2 separate regions of the Mus musculus genome follow, and region 1 is linked to region 2. Evidence: chromatin contacts called from public promoter capture Hi-C data. All regions are on one chromosome and are shown on one strand. Each heading gives the region's core, a stretch centred on a gene start, on an enhancer-like site or on the middle of the called end of the contact. The rest is flanking DNA. Distances are from core to core; before and after follow the strand shown. Region 1 holds the start of 2900026A02Rik (RIKEN cDNA 2900026A02 gene). Region 2 holds the start of Crybb3 (crystallin, beta B3).

Evidence for each region. Capture Hi-C pulls out chosen DNA fragments and counts their contacts.
Region 1: a promoter capture Hi-C map of pancreatic islet shows a contact between it and region 2. The contact joins the promoter of 2900026A02Rik here to the promoter of Crybb3 in region 2. A contact is called at or near these places in 19 of 39 promoter capture datasets (the C10 cell line, the HPC-7 cell line, HPC-7-derived erythroid cells and 13 more), 3 of 15 datasets of contacts at CTCF or cohesin (embryonic stem cells and hippocampal excitatory neurons), 134 of 484 Hi-C or Micro-C datasets (the AML12 cell line, the AtT-20 cell line, B cells and 75 more), 28 of 115 datasets of contacts at active chromatin or transcription factors (the HPC-7 cell line, astrocytes, bone marrow-derived dendritic cells and 20 more) and 5 of 9 other capture datasets (adipose tissue, embryonic tail, liver and 2 more).

Annotation. Positions count from the first base shown.
Region 1 is chr5:113,219,820-113,222,706 of GRCm38.p6, reverse strand. It overlaps 2900026A02Rik (RIKEN cDNA 2900026A02 gene), which reads left to right and starts at 1,431. Exons shown (of 13, transcript NM_001375886.1): 1 at 1,431-1,496.
Region 2 is chr5:113,080,184-113,083,039 of GRCm38.p6, reverse strand. It overlaps Crybb3 (crystallin, beta B3), which reads left to right and starts at 1,456. Exons shown (of 6, transcript NM_021352.3): 1 at 1,456-1,484; 2 at 2,390-2,560. The coding sequence starts at 2,486.

The DNA of each region.
Region 1 (2,887 bases), core at 182-2,681, 140 kb before region 2:
ATGTCCCATTTCTCAGGGGAGCATGAGTCATAAATATGATTCAATTTACACATGCGATGTTTCTCCCTAATGCTGGTGAAGTCCCGTGAGAACCTGGATCCATCAGCTCCCTCAGAGCGGAGTCCCCAGAGCCCAGCATAGAAAAGGTACTTAGCAAAGATGCATAGGCTGGCAGGGTAGCGTTCCAGAGATGTTCCAGCTACTGGGGTAAAGGAAGGGACTTGAGGAGAGAATGGGTTGAGTTCAGGAGCTCAAACCTGAGCAACAACATAGGGAGCCTCTGGGGAGAGGAAGAGGACTGGAGCACGAGGAGCTCGTTAGTGGTGGAATGCATCACTTTTGTAAGCCTAGAATTTATTTATTTTGTTTCTTTTTTTTAATTAGGAGCTCGTTAGTGGTGGAATGCATCACTTTTGTAAGCCTAGAATTTATTTATTTTGTTTCTTTTTTTTAATTAGGTATTTTCTTATTTTACATTTCAAATGCTATCCCAAAAGTCCCCCATACCCTCCCTGTCCCACTCCCCTACCCACCCACTCCCACTTCTTGGCCCTGGTGTTCCCCTGTACTGAGGCAGATAAAGTTTGCAAGTCCAAGGGGCCTCTCTTCCCAATGATGGCTGACTAGGCCATCTTCTGCTACATATGCAGCTAAAGACACGAGCTCTGGGGGTACTGGTTAGTTCATATTGTTGATCCTCCTATAGGGTTACAGACCCCTTTAGCTCCTTGGGTACTTTCTCTAGCTACTCCATTGTGTTTCATCCAATAGCTGATTGTGAGCATCCACTTCTGTGTTAGCCTCACAAGAGACAGCTATATCAGGGTCCTTTCAGCAAAATCTTGCTGGTGTATGCAATGGTGTATTTTATTTCTTATTGGTTATTTTATTTATTTACATTTCCAAAGTTATCCCCCTTCCCAGTTTCTCCTCCGTAAATCCCCTATCTCATCCATCCTTCCTGCTAGCGTTAATTTCCAACATGGTGTCCAACTTCCTCCAACTCCAGTTTCTGGGAATTTGTTGCCCTCTTCTGGCCTCTGTCAGCACCTGCACTTACGTGCACATATACACATATATCTAACAATAAAAGAAATAGTTTTGTTTTTAAGAGAAAGGAATATAAAAAGAAAGAAAAAAACCAAAACCATAGTGGTCGATATGATTAATGAAAACGAACAAGACAGCTGGTCAGGAATGCGCAGTAGCAGGGCCCTTGGTGGGCAATGCTCTGTCACCCCACCTCGGGGCACACAGTAGGTGCCTTGGCCGGCACCGTGGCGCAATGCCGCTTCCACCCGGCAGGGGGCGCGCCCCACATAGTCTCGCGGCTCCGGGCTCCCGCGCTCCGCCCCTCGCCGCTCTGCGCAGGCGCCACCGGGTGCGGTTGCCACGGCGACGGGGCGCTTCCCGCCCGAGCCCCGCCCCCCAGCGGCGAGGCTGCGCGCGCCGCGGCAGGTGCGGGCGGGCAGGTGCGGCGCCGGCGGGCCACTGCGGTAGGTGCGCGGAGGGCGCGGGGGCGCGCGGGCGGGCCGCGGGGGCGCGCGGAGACGCACGGGGACGCCCACTCCTGCCCGCGGGGCCGCGTGTAAAGTTGGCAAAGTTAGCGGAGGGAGGGCGAAACGGAGAGCGGGAGGAGCCGCGTGCGGAGTCCGGCTGCGGACTTGCTGGGGGAGGGGGGTGGATCCCGTTGAATCTGCGGCCGGGGAATGTCGGCGAAGGATGCCTAGGGCTGGCCCCCCGCTCCCTCCACGCGCGTCCGCGGCTCGCGCGTGTCTCGGGATCGCGCTGTGCAGGCCAGGGCTGACCCTTCCTCTGGCGGGGAAGCCGTGGCCTTTTGCTTTCGGAGGGACGGCGCCTGTTGCAGAGAGCTGTCCCCTCGAGGGCCTGCGGCTGGCGCTGGAGCCTGCGCCCTGTCCCCGGGGTCGCGCCCTCCGGGGTGGCGCGCGCACTGCCCTGGTCCGCGGTGACAAAGATGTGTAACTTGGACTTTCTTCCACTGGGGCGAGTTGCGGCTCCAGGCCACGCACAGAGAAGCGCTGGGACTGGTTAATCAGTAATCGGGACTCTAGGTGGAGGCTTCAAGCGGCCAACTTTCTCTTTGCCACCCCGCAGGGCAGGCGTGCGGCCAGGGCTGGGCTCTGCAGACACCGGTGCCTTGGTGGGTTCAGGGGAGACTTGAGGGCTTGGCAGGGGCGCACTTAGGCCCGAGAAGTGCAGAGTCTGGACGCGTGGTCCAGCCTTGCCTGCAGCTGTGTGCAGGGGTACATCGGAGTCAGCTTGGACCAGCCCAGAGCAGGTCAGAATCTGTTCTTCAGGGATGACTTTCTAGCCGTCTAGCCTGCTCCACGTCTTTGTTGATTTGTGATGTTGGGGAGCACCCTCACCCCAGACTCTGAGCTATACAGCCCCGCCCCCCCCCCCACAGAGTCACCAGAGGGCAAGGGAGTTCAGAGGTCAGTTGTGCATCCCTGGCATCTGACCCCTGCTAGCATCACCAGGAATCACCTAACCAACACACGGGATGAGCTGCCTCCAAACGAGTATGTCCGTTCATCAGTCATTCATTCATTAACAAATGGTTCTGTGTCAAGCACTAGGCTGAAAGTCAAGCCCGGAGGAGTGAACCCTGGGTCAATCTGGACGGAGAATGGGACAGCAGAGGAGGGGGCGTGGCTTGGGGCAAGAGGAGGATCATGGTCTGGGGCAGAGAAGGGTGTCAGGAATTGAACCCAAGTCCTCAGGCTTGTTGGCAAGCCCCTTTATCCACTGAGTCATATCACCATCCCGTGGTACTTCTTTGAGACTCAGGTTCTTTAACTGTAAAATGGTCCTCTCCTCCATCACGGGGGAGGAGCGTTCGTAAGGTGGGTCATGGAGGGCATCT
Region 2 (2,856 bases), core at 207-2,706:
AGTGGTAGGTGAGGTCCTGGGGGAATGGAATCAAGTGACAGCCATGTGATGTGTGCTGTGCTCACGTGACCTCTCATCGCGACAGCTCAGGCTGTCGTCAACCCTGCAATGGAGGCTACTCTTGAATTCCTGATCCTCCTGCCTCTGGCCCCCGTCAGTGATGATCTGCGGCTGGTTGATTTGTGTGGAGGAACACAGGCCTCCCTCGTGCTAAGCCAGCATACAGCCTCTGAGCTACAGGAAGAAGAAACCCTGTACTGTCACGGAATGTCCCCCACAATCTCATGCGTAGAGCATCTGGCTTCCAGACAGACAGAAGTGCAAGTGCCATTTTTGGAAACTGGAGCTTTTAGGAGCTGGTCTGACTGGAAGAAGCAGCTGGGGTCTGGTCCTCCAGAGCGTCCTGTCCCTGCCCCCTTCCCATGTCCGTCTCCTTGCTTCGGTATCTTGCCTCAAAACAAAGAACTTTGTCTACTACACGCCCCATGTCATGACACTCTCTACAAATATGTGGCAACCAGCAACCTTGGCTTCAGTCGTCTAAAACTGCCAGCCAAAATAAACTGTCCACCCTTGTTTCTGTCAGACATTTTAGCCACAGTGACTTAGTGCTAACCAGTACATTTGTTTATGGGCCTGGGACGATGGCTAAGTGGTCGTGCAAGCACAAGGAGCAGAGTTCAAATCTCCAGCACCCCACGAAAAGCCAGTGGTGAACTGGGCAGTGACGACACACGCTTTTAATCCCAGCACTTGGGAGGCAGAGGCAGGTGGATTTCTGAGTTCAAGGTCAGCCTGGTCTATAGAGTGCGTTCCAGGACAGCCAGGGCTATACAGAGAAACTTTGTGTCAGTGGTTGGGGATGGAGACAGGAAGATTGCTGGGGCTGGCTGTGGATCTAGCTCCGTTTTCAGTGAGGGACCCTGTCTCAAGGGAATACAGCAAAGCAGGGTAAAGCGGGGGCACCAGCCTCTTCTTCTGGCATCTGTGTGCACCCAGGCTCACTCAGCCACATACACGATGCATACTCACACACTGAAACTCAATTCAGTTTGTAGCTCTGACCGTAAGAACTCAGTGATTTGCCTCAGTCGTGGAATCTGTAAAATGGCACCCCAAGGATCCGAAATTGGGATGTAGGCTGACTTGAGGATTTGAGCCTACAGCAAACAGCTTTATGACCCCCAAGTAACTGATGTGGCCTCTTTCAAACACAGTCTCATCATTGACATGTGTAGTCTGGCCAGCATCCCACAAAGCCAGCAAAGGCCATCGGTTCCCAGGAAGTCATCAGACTTGTGCAAGAGGTGACTGGCCTTAGGGGGCCTTCCCGGACACACCATTAGGATGAAATGGCCCGGACAGGATCGGGTGGACAGGATGCTATCTCAGCATCCCGTAATGTGCTGGGCCAACAGAACATGCCCATAAATAGGCCAGCCTTGGAGGCACGCCAGTCTGGAGACAACTGGTCCTGGAAGCAGGTTTGTACTGGACTGGGTGAGGCAGGGGGGAGTGTACTGTTGAGGAAGGTGCAACCTCGGGTCTCTCTGGTGTGCATGGCCCTTGTCTGGCTCACTCGAGGGTAGGGAGGGTGACCTCCAGGAACCAAGCCTGCCAACTAGGCCCAGCCACAGACAGAGCTGGTGAACTGTATTGTCTGCGGGTCTGAGCACGAGGCTGGGTCCCAATTGTTTGTGTGGGCTGAGGACCAAGGAGTGGGCAGCTCTGAGAAAGGGAATACCCGGTCATCCCCATGAAGTGGGCCAAGGCCCATGTCCTAATGATGCAGGTTAGATACAGAGCAGAAGCTGCTGGACCTCACACAAGTGTGTCATGAGGGAGGAGCGGGTCAGTCGGGGACAGGTGTTGTGCAGGACAGTGCATGTGTGTGCACGCCCATACACCCTTGCTGGCGAGCAAATGTCTGCAGACCTGTGTCCTAGGTCTCTGCCTCCTGAGGCTAAGAGAGACTTCCAGGGTCCACTATGCGAGAGCCTAGAACACGGTAAGCACTCAATAGTCAGCTTCACGGTCAGGGATGGTTTCCAAAGACCTGGCCCATTTAATGGCTGCTCAGTCCGTCTGTTTTTCCTGCCTGCTGTGGTCTGCTGTCCACCCTGGCTGTCCTGAGGTCCAGTCCTGGGCACTGAGGCTGCAGAGAGCCCATAGAGATACCCAGCCCTTTACAGGGAGCATTTGGTTGTGTGTGTGGGGTGGGGGGAGAGTGCCATCCAGTTTAAGTCCTTTCTTCCCTGTGTTCTCAGTAAACTGGTCTTTCATTACTGGGCCTCTGGGATTCCCCAGTCCCACTGACTGGCCCAGATGCGTGGCCCAAAGCAGGTGTCCAGGAGGTGTTTGTTGACTGATTATAGATCTTGGCCCTCAGTGCTGTTTGGGTGGGAACCCACCAGTCCCTGATCCTGCTGGCCGCAGCTGGTGACCTGGTTCTCCTCCAGTTTGAGGCAGAAGTATCCCCAGAGAGATGGCGGAGCAGCACGGAGCACCTGAGCAGGCTGCAGCTGGCAAGAGCCATGGAGGCCTTGGGGGCAGCTACAAGGTACCTGGCTGGATCTTGATGGGACCTAGAGCCCAGGGCTGAGGGCTACAACTGACCCAGTGGAGTTCCCGGGCACCAGGCTTCGGGGGATGTGGGCTTCAAGCTCCGCCTTTCCTGTGTGACCTCGCTTGAGTTGCTTGGTGTTTCTGGGTGCTGACAGCTTCATCTTTAAAAACAAAAAAACAAAAAAACAAAAACAAAAACAAAAAAACCGGAAGCGATGCCTGTTGTCCCCGGTCCCAGAATTGTCACGTGATAAAGCGGGTGGCCTGAGCATGGTTGGTGGATGGGGGGAG